Linked DNA regions of Mus musculus: regions 2 and 3 are each linked to region 1. Evidence: chromatin contacts called from public HiChIP or PLAC-seq and capture Hi-C data. All regions are on one chromosome and are shown on one strand. The core of a region is the stretch at or near the end of the contact, and the rest is flanking DNA. Distances in the headings are between cores, read along the strand shown. Region 1 overlaps Iqca (IQ motif containing with AAA domain). Region 2 overlaps Gm34992 (a long non-coding RNA gene). Region 3 overlaps Gm34992 (a long non-coding RNA gene).

The links. HiChIP or PLAC-seq counts read pairs in DNA pulled down with a chosen protein or histone mark. Capture Hi-C pulls out chosen DNA fragments and counts their contacts.
Region 2: an H3K27ac HiChIP or PLAC-seq map of embryonic stem cells shows a contact between it and region 1, with 4 times the contacts expected there. The contact joins two enhancer-like sites. A contact is called at or near these places in 4 of 484 Hi-C or Micro-C datasets (embryonic stem cells, extraembryonic endoderm stem cells and trophoblast stem cells), 2 of 115 datasets of contacts at active chromatin or transcription factors (embryonic stem cells and fibro-adipogenic progenitors) and 2 of 9 other capture datasets (adipose tissue and embryonic stem cells).
Region 3: a capture Hi-C map of embryonic stem cells shows a contact between it and region 1, with 6 times the contacts expected there. The contact joins two enhancer-like sites. A contact is called at or near these places in 4 of 484 Hi-C or Micro-C datasets (embryonic stem cells, extraembryonic endoderm stem cells, nephron progenitors and 1 more), 1 of 115 datasets of contacts at active chromatin or transcription factors (fibro-adipogenic progenitors) and 2 of 9 other capture datasets (adipose tissue and embryonic stem cells).

The regions. Positions count from the first base shown.
Region 1 is chr1:90,058,764-90,061,586 of GRCm38.p6, forward strand. The region is part of intron 15 of Iqca (IQ motif containing with AAA domain); the gene reads right to left. Among named protein-coding and RNA genes, the nearest start is that of Asb18, 46 kb to the left of the region's middle. Within about 2 kb of position 1,533, at least 8 of the 459 cell types and tissues checked have an H3K27ac peak or open chromatin away from gene starts, as enhancers often do. A contact at or near this core is called in embryonic stem cells, where this site is marked.
Region 2 is chr1:90,403,726-90,406,425 of GRCm38.p6, forward strand. The region is part of intron 3 of Gm34992 (a long non-coding RNA gene); the gene reads left to right. Among named protein-coding and RNA genes, the nearest start is that of Gm34992, 67 kb to the left of the region's middle. Within about 2 kb of position 1,331, at least 28 of the 459 cell types and tissues checked have an H3K27ac peak or open chromatin away from gene starts, as enhancers often do. A contact at or near this core is called in embryonic stem cells, where this site is marked.
Region 3 is chr1:90,423,067-90,425,780 of GRCm38.p6, forward strand. All of the region lies in intron 3 of Gm34992 (a long non-coding RNA gene), which reads left to right. Among named protein-coding and RNA genes, the nearest start is that of Gm28722, 80 kb to the right of the region's middle. Within about 2 kb of position 1,310, at least 32 of the 459 cell types and tissues checked have an H3K27ac peak or open chromatin away from gene starts, as enhancers often do. A contact at or near this core is called in embryonic stem cells, where this site is marked.

The DNA.
Region 1 (2,823 bases), core at 283-2,782:
CTCTAACCTTATTTTGAACCCATTTTGAATGAAGTTTCTGACCTTCCCTAGGTCTACGAGTGCTTAGATGAGCATTTGGGGAACATGATTGATATCCCCTTAGATAACTTCTGGAGGGACAGGGCTTTGTAGAAGCCATACCATGGGTTGTGTGGCTTTAAGGTTGCAGCCTCCTGGAGGCCACATCTGTTAACATCCCCCCACCCCTGGTGAATAGGTAGGGACCATCACAAGGGGACTAAAGCATGCACACCCTGGGTCATTAATTTGTCACCTGTTAAAAGCGTAACACACATTTTCTTTTTTTCTTATACTCTTTCAAAGCTTTGTCACAAAACAGCAGCTTAGGCTACAAGGCCACAATGGTCACTCTGTGATAAGTTTGCTATCAGCATTGCTGTAGATAATACTTCTGGCTTGGGGATTACGATAAATAATGGTCAACTAGGTCACCTTGCAACATTTGAAAGCTGCTGTGGTGGATGAATAAGAATGGCCCCTTGAGTCCTTAGTCATTAGGGAGTGGCACTATTTGAGAAGGATTAGAAGGGCTAGGAGGCGTGGCCTTGTGGGAGAGTGTGTGTCACTGGGGCTGGGCTTTGAGGTTTCAAAAGGCCATGCCAGGCCCAGTTCTACAAAGTTCTTTTCAACTTTCTCTTGTGGCACTTGTTGGCATTCAATCTCATGCTAGTGTTTAGTCTTGGATGGAGTTTATTACCCACTTTGGGCTGTGTTGCCAAGTAACCTGACTCTGGGAAGAAGCAGGTCCAGCTGCTACTGGCTTCACGGTGTTCATGGTCACTGCGTGGATCCCATCAGTTTAAAAATGCGGGTTGTTTACAAGATCCTGCAGATGTCAGATGGAGGCTGAAAAGGCACAAAATACTAGACTGTATTTTTATATCCTATATGTGCCCTTCACTGTTTAACTGGGGTCAGAGCTGCAAACAGGCCATTTGATCATTTAAAAAGCATTTTGCCGAATGAGTGTGTGTGGCTCCAGCTTGGTAAGCCGAGGCAATAGCTTAGAAAGCAGATGTTGGGGTTTACTGCTATTTTCCTAAAGTTCTCCATATCCAGGGAAGAACCCTAAAACATCCAGGGCTCATGTCTGTAACTTACATGATGTAAGCATGTTCTGACGGCAAAGCCAGTATGTTCTGAGATCTGATGCCTGGAGAATAATCCAGGGTGAATGTGGCCAGTTGCCTGCTGGAACGGGCATGTTCCTTCCAACACAATCTTGCATTATTCTACCAACTTAATCACTGATCAGTAAGCCATTATAGGGCCAGGACATTTGTGCAAGGTGACTCTGACCTCAGTGGCCCAGGAGTTCCGTGATGAAGTTGAATGTCTGCTAACCCACCAAGTGCAAGGCCAAGCTGTTTCCATTCTGAGAGAAAAGCTTTTAAAGCCATCACGCTTCATACCAAACTGTGGCCAGGTACAACAAACGGAGCAATCAGGTGACTCAGCTCAGCATGGTTCCTTTGGCTTGAGTTGAGGATGTCCAAATGGCTGGAACAGCAGGGTCTCACCTATGCTATTTGCATGTCTTAAGAACCCAACATTCACTGTTACTGGAGGCTCTACCTGTCCCTCAACCTTCTAGAATCTTTGCCTGTCTATCTGTCTCTCCCTTGGTGGCTGTTTAACAACAGTAAGTACTTGGGTCTGCTAGTCCATACTCCTTTTGCGTATGTAAGAATTAACAAGAGAGAGAGAGAGAGAGAGAGAGAGAGAGAGAGAGAGAGAGAGAGAGAGAGAGAGAGAGAGAGAGAGAGAAAGAGAGAGAAGAGAAGAGAGAGAGGAGAGAGAGAGGTTTGACAATTTGCTATGAAAAATGGTCTCTTTTGCTCTTTTAATTTTCACTTAGCTATGGAGAAGCTTCATTTAAATTATGCAGATAGTTTGAGGTCATGGCCAATTAAATGTAACTGAACCTCTAAAGTCTAAAGTCGTGTGGGATAGTTCACTCTGTGGCCAGCAGAGGGCTCTTCGGTCCTATCAAATATCAAATGTCTCTGTCAATTACTGACCAAGCCTGATCTTCGTCAAAACAAGGAGGCCTCTATTACTGAGTCCTGTGAGTCCTCTGAGCACACTGCGCAATGGTCACCGCAGGCATCAGACCTCAGAACATACTGGCTTGCCGTCAGAACACGCTTACATCATGTAAGTTACAGACATGAGCCCTGGATGTTTTAGGGTTCTTCCCTGGATATGGAGAACTTTAGGAAAATAGCAGTAAACCCCAACATCTGCTTTCTAAGCTATTGCCTCGGTTTACCAAGCTGGAACCACACACACTCATTCCTTCACGTGTTTGCTCTTTATTCCATGAATACGGGCAGATATCTGCTTTTGGCAGGAAGGAGGGACCTTTGACAGTGGGACCCCTCCCTGCCAGCAGGTATGTAGTATCCTTGGTCTGTATGTGAGGTGTTGTCATATTGGAGAGGAATGGAAGGGTTCAGGCTACTGGGGGGAGTTCACATTCTAAATTTACCCTACTAAATAGGGGTCCATTTGAGCAGTATGTGAGGGTGTTCTCTTCTGTACACATTTCTATTGTTAATTGCTATCTTTTTGTGCTACATTGTATACAGTCAAGGAAGTGATTTCAGGTTCTAGCAAGAGACTACCTTTGTTTTGAAACTAATAACCAACAAAAGAGTAGAAGTATCCTAAAACTGGAAGCCTGACTGATGAAATAGAGGTAAACAGGCAGGGCAGAGGAGGAAGAGAAGGAGCAGGGATGCGGGGACTCATGGCACAGCTGCTCACTCTGGTGGGCACCGTGTTGTGGGCAGGCAGTGC
Region 2 (2,700 bases), core at 81-2,580, 340 kb after region 1:
AAAAGTGAAGGGGGAGGAAGAGACAGGCGAAGAGGGACACATGGAAGAAACAGGCTTCAGGTGTGCCCTCGGAAAGAAAGACCTCAGAAGCCGAGGAAGAAAATATTCTAGAAAAGTCAAGTTTGCCTGATTTTCCAGGGTTACCACCTGAGTCCTGGTCCTCACTGGACTTGATGGTTGAGACATCAGTGGTATCAACAACAGGAGTAGTAGAAAGAGCTCTATGAATTCAGGCCTCGGGCATGGCTGCCAGATATTTAAAAAAAAAAACAAAAACATTTCTTTCCTGAAAATGCGATAAGATGAAACAAAGCTCTCTTGAGTTTAATGATGGCGTGGATTGTTTGAAATGCCAGCAGGGAGGCTGGAGTGACACACAGCAGTTAAGACAGTTACTGCTCTTACAGAAACCGAAAGCTTGCTTCCTAGAACCTATGCTGGGCTACTCTCAACCACCTGTAACTCCAGCTCCAGGGGATCCAAAGCTCTCTTCTGGCTTCCATGGGAACCCACAATGATGTGCATAAACCCAAATACACACACACACTCGCACGCATACACACACAGAGGCACACACAAGGAGGCACACATAGACATAGACACATATACATAGACACACACAGACAACATAGAGACTCACAAACACACAGAGATAAACAAATGCAGACCCAGATACGGATACACACACACACAGATACATAGACACACAGAGAGACACACAGATAAACACACACATACACAAGTACAGATACACTCAGACATAAACACAGAGGCACAGATACACACAGATACAAACAGACACACACACACATAGAGATACACATGGATAAACATACAGACATACACAGACACAGATTACACAGACACACACACAGACACAGGGACACACACACACACACACACACACACACACTTGTTTATAACATAAATATAAGACGGTACTTTGGAAGGTATGGAGCCTAGCAGTGTGGCTTCTTTCTCTTCTTTCCCCAGGAGAGTTCCTATTTGCGGGTATCTTGCCTTTCTGGATGCGGTCAGAGTAAAGCTGCTCTTGGATGTGTTTGCTGAAGGAGGATGTAATTAGAAAACCAAATCTGCAGGCAATCCATGAAAAGCACTGGGCTCATTTCCCTAAAGTGGTAATTGTCAATAGGAAGGCAAACACTGTGGATTAGACTCCTGGATGAAATCCACTCTCCAGAACGCAAGGGTCATTTGTTTTCACAGAGCTTGCAAACATCAATGTTGACAGGCAGGAGGAAATGGAAGTGGGCCCAGGGCTGGGCAGTGCCCTTGATCCAGGTGGCCTTGTTTACCTGGGACTATTGTAACCTGACAACAAAGGGGGAGAGAACCCCGGGGTCTGGTTGTCCTCTTGCTAGGCCTCACATGCTGTGCTGGAACATGTGGATCCCTCTCCCCCACACCTGTCTAAGTCTGGCCCCCTATTTCAGACCTAGTTTCCATGGTTCCCAGGGCAGGTGTGCACAGCCACAAACGTTGTTTCTTTCTGAAATGCTCCCCGTGACCTTCCTGTGACCTCCTCATGACCTCTCCCCTATGCCTCCTCTTGGTTTGCTTTTACCTTGGCTGACCTTCAGAATCATTTACATAAGTGATTGATTACTTGGCAAATTCTTCTATTCATAGAGAACAGGACAATGCTCATAGATTTATTATGATTTATTAACTCAGCCATTCAGACACTTGTTTGCCTTTTATTTAAGGTGAAGGTTTGCCTTGATGTAAACATGGGCCACCCATCCGCCTTGATGTTTTGTTTGGTTTAAACATGGGCCACCCATCCCGGTGCTATGGGTAAAGACTCACTGGCTTTCCTGGCTGCCTGGCTGGGATGCAGTCTCTGTAGATGCTTCTTGTTCACAGGAACTTAACAGGGCCCCCAAATGGCTTCTCCCCATTTCTTTCCATACGGGGTTTTAATGCCTTTGACTCTAAAGGTCTCTAAGCCCCCAGTGTTGAGAGGATCCTCCTTCCAGGCTCTGGGAAGTCTCTGGTTTATGTTCTCAAGCCTTCTTTATGGTGGAGCTTTGCCAGTAAGATGCCCTGCACATTCCAATGGGCGGGGGCTGGGGGAGGGAGGACGGCTGTGGCTCCTTGTGTGGCTTTCCTTTCTTCCAGGAAATCTCATTTCCAGGGTCCTGACTTCTAACTCCAGTCTCCCTAGCAGCCTCCTCTGTGTCCTTGAAACCCTGGTGGCTACAAGTTCTACCCTTTTGCTTTTTCTCTCATGGGCAAAACCTACATCTGGCCAGGTACCATATCTTTGCATCCTCTGAGGTCCCTGTAGCTAAGTGACCTTTCCCCCTCCCCCCACTCACTCCTTACCTTCCCTGGACTTGTGTGGCTCTTACACACACACCCTCTGGGAAATCTTGGTCATTCTCTAGCTCAGTAGCTTTATTAACGTTGAAATTCTTCGGGAGATATGAGAGCATCTCCATAGAAGCACCTCCCTGTCCATGAAGGTCCCACTTGACCCACCTTCTGGCCTTCCTTTGAAGGGCTTCGCTGGAGCTCCAGATCATCTTGAGAGAAATTCAATCTCTTTACACTATTTCCCCATCCCTGCTCCCTGGTTACACTACCATGCATTGATGCATTCCCAGCTCAGGACAGAAGATAGAAGAGCCAGAGGAGGTAGGAAATGCTGTGTGTGTGCACAACCTCTCTGAGGCA
Region 3 (2,714 bases), core at 60-2,559, 360 kb after region 1:
CCTACTTGGTGTTGGGAGTGGACCAGGCTTGAACTGGGAAACATGTCAGACATTGAATGTTTCAGGGGTAGGGAGATGACACAGACTCTTTCTTGGGTGAACAGTCTGTTACGCCTCCTAAGAGTAAGAGGACAGCCACATCACACAGGGTCACATAACTCATTGGGGAAGCAAACAGAAAAAATGGGCCACCAGAAGGAATTGGTGTACTCCTTCTGCTTCTGCTTCTGTGAGGTGCTTGAGGGGACGACAATACTGTCGTGGTGTCTAAGATGTAGATGAAGGTGGTGGCTAGGTGGTAGACTCGGGATCCATTTTGAGTGCATTTCGGGACATGCTGAGCACATCTGCAAGGTCCTCGGTCTCTAGGACTGAACTAATCCTGGGAGGGGCAGCTTCTGCCCTACAAGACCCTCAAGATAGCAATGCATCCAAAAATAGAAAATAAAAGCATGAACGACACACAGCGTGACCCAAGGTAGAAGGAGGGCTTTTGCAGGGATAGGGTAGAAGGAGCACTCAGAAGTCAGAGGGCGAGGGATCAATAGAAGTGTGTATTCCCTGGTTCTCATCCCAGTCACTGTCACTTGGCTGAATGACACTGCTTTTATAAGGCAAATGCCACCGTCAGGGCCCATGACTATGCCGAACAACTGAGGGTGAATTCAGAGAAATATTTCTCTAGAAGACAAAATAAAATATGTGTTTGTGTGTGTACACCTGTGTGTTATATGTATATATGTATATGATATGTATACATATTTATGATATACTGTCAATGCCTAAGCAAATGACAATAGCAACCAGGCCTGGGGAGGACTTGCTGACAGAAACTTAGGAAAGAAACAGCCTTGCTATTTGTCTGTTTTCAGTTGTCTGCCCCAGCCTCAGTTACATGGAATTAAACTTGAAGTCTGCTGGAGCTGACAATACGTGAGTCAGGATGTCACTTTCACCGTGTCAGCAAGACAACTCACCCCGAGACACCCATCCCCAGAGTCGCATCGTCTTACGGGCCACATCCCGTAGAAGGAGGATGTGTGTTGGGGGTGGTGCCCCTGGTCTGGAAACCAGAGAAAGAATTGGAAAGGTCAACTCCAGGGAGGTCCTGCAATCTCCATGGTGACATCTCAAGTGACACAGAGGTCACGGAAGGTTGCACTTAAGAGCCACCAAGCAGGGCTGCCAAAGTCTCTGGGAGAAGGTCAAAGGAGGTAATGGAGCAGGAAAATCAGCCGGGGCACAGTCTGGGAGGAGCCAGCAGCCAAGCGTGCGCAGAGGCTCCAGCCTCTCCCTTCTTTTCCATGGGAATCATCTGTGTTTGGGAATCTATGTTTCCTTGTGACTTCTTAGCTGGCTACCCAGACCCTTAACCCTGAATGTAGGCGTGGCCCTTTGGAAGTGGCCCCATTGCTCCCAGTTGGTGGCCTCCCCATTCTCTTCTGTGGCATCCACAGTAGCCACACCTTCTGCTGTGTTTGAAAGGAAAGGGGCCACAGTGACTGGGGCAGCAGGTGCCTTGCACATACCACCAGTGAGTAGATAATTGAGCCCTCAGGCTACTGTGTAAGCTCTGTTTATTATTTCTTCTGTCTGGTTTGTCTCCCCCGGAGGTTTTTGGCTTGAGGTGGGACCTTTAAGAGGTGGAGCCTAGTGCAAGGGAGTGAGGTCATGGAAACATTGCGCGGAAAAGAGTACCTCAGGTCTCATGAGACTTAACTAGTTCCCATCCCCAGGCTCCCGATGGAGAGGAGCAGACATGAGCGCCATGCTCTTGAGATTGCATAGTCATTTTTAGTTAACATTCTTTTCATTGATGAATTGACTGATTGATTATATGTGCACATGCACACATTCCCAGAGATGTGTGTGCAGATGCAGATATAGGTTATGGGGACTGAACTCAGGTGGTCAGGCTTGGCAGCAAGCACTTTAATAGCTAAACTATATCAATGATCCTATTTTTTAAAAAAAGATCTATTATTTTCATGCGTGTGGGGGGGTGTATTATGTGGTGTGTATGTGTGTGCATATGCGAGTATGTGTGTGTGTGTGTGTGTGTGTGTGTGTGTGTGTGTGTGTGCGCGCGCGCGCTGGTGACCATTGTTATGCATTATAATGAGGAGGTGCCTAGCAGGCCCATGCCAAGGTATCTTCCTGAGAAACCATGCTATGTGCAGCAGATCTGGTATAAAGAGGGTTTCTTTGGTGGAAGGGAGAGGAGTGAGGGCCTGGAAAAGAGGCAGAGGTGGACAGATGGGGAGTAGAGCCATGAGGGGGGGCGGGGAGAGACAGAGACAGAGAGACAGAGAGAGATACAGAGACAGAGACAGAGACAGAGAGAGACAGAGACCTCCTGCCTGGAACGTGTGGGAATACAGAGAGCTAGCTGGGGTGGTGAGCTATCATTTTCTATGGTGCCCATACCTGTCAGTGGCAGGTAGTGGCAGCAGATGATGATGTAAGCCATTGCTAGGTCCCTGGGAGGAGCCTAGTGGAATCACCTGTAAGCCAACACCCATGAAGGTTAAAATGGGGCTTTAGATCTCTTAAAGCTGGCGTTACAAGTGTGTGTGAGCCTCCAAATATAGTTCCATAACCTCTTGGAACAGCAGCCCTCGTGGTGAATATTTCACATGCAAACTACCCATGTGGACTGTCATAAACTCCCAAGAAACTGAGGTGGGTCGTGTCATGTCAGGTCCATGAGTCTC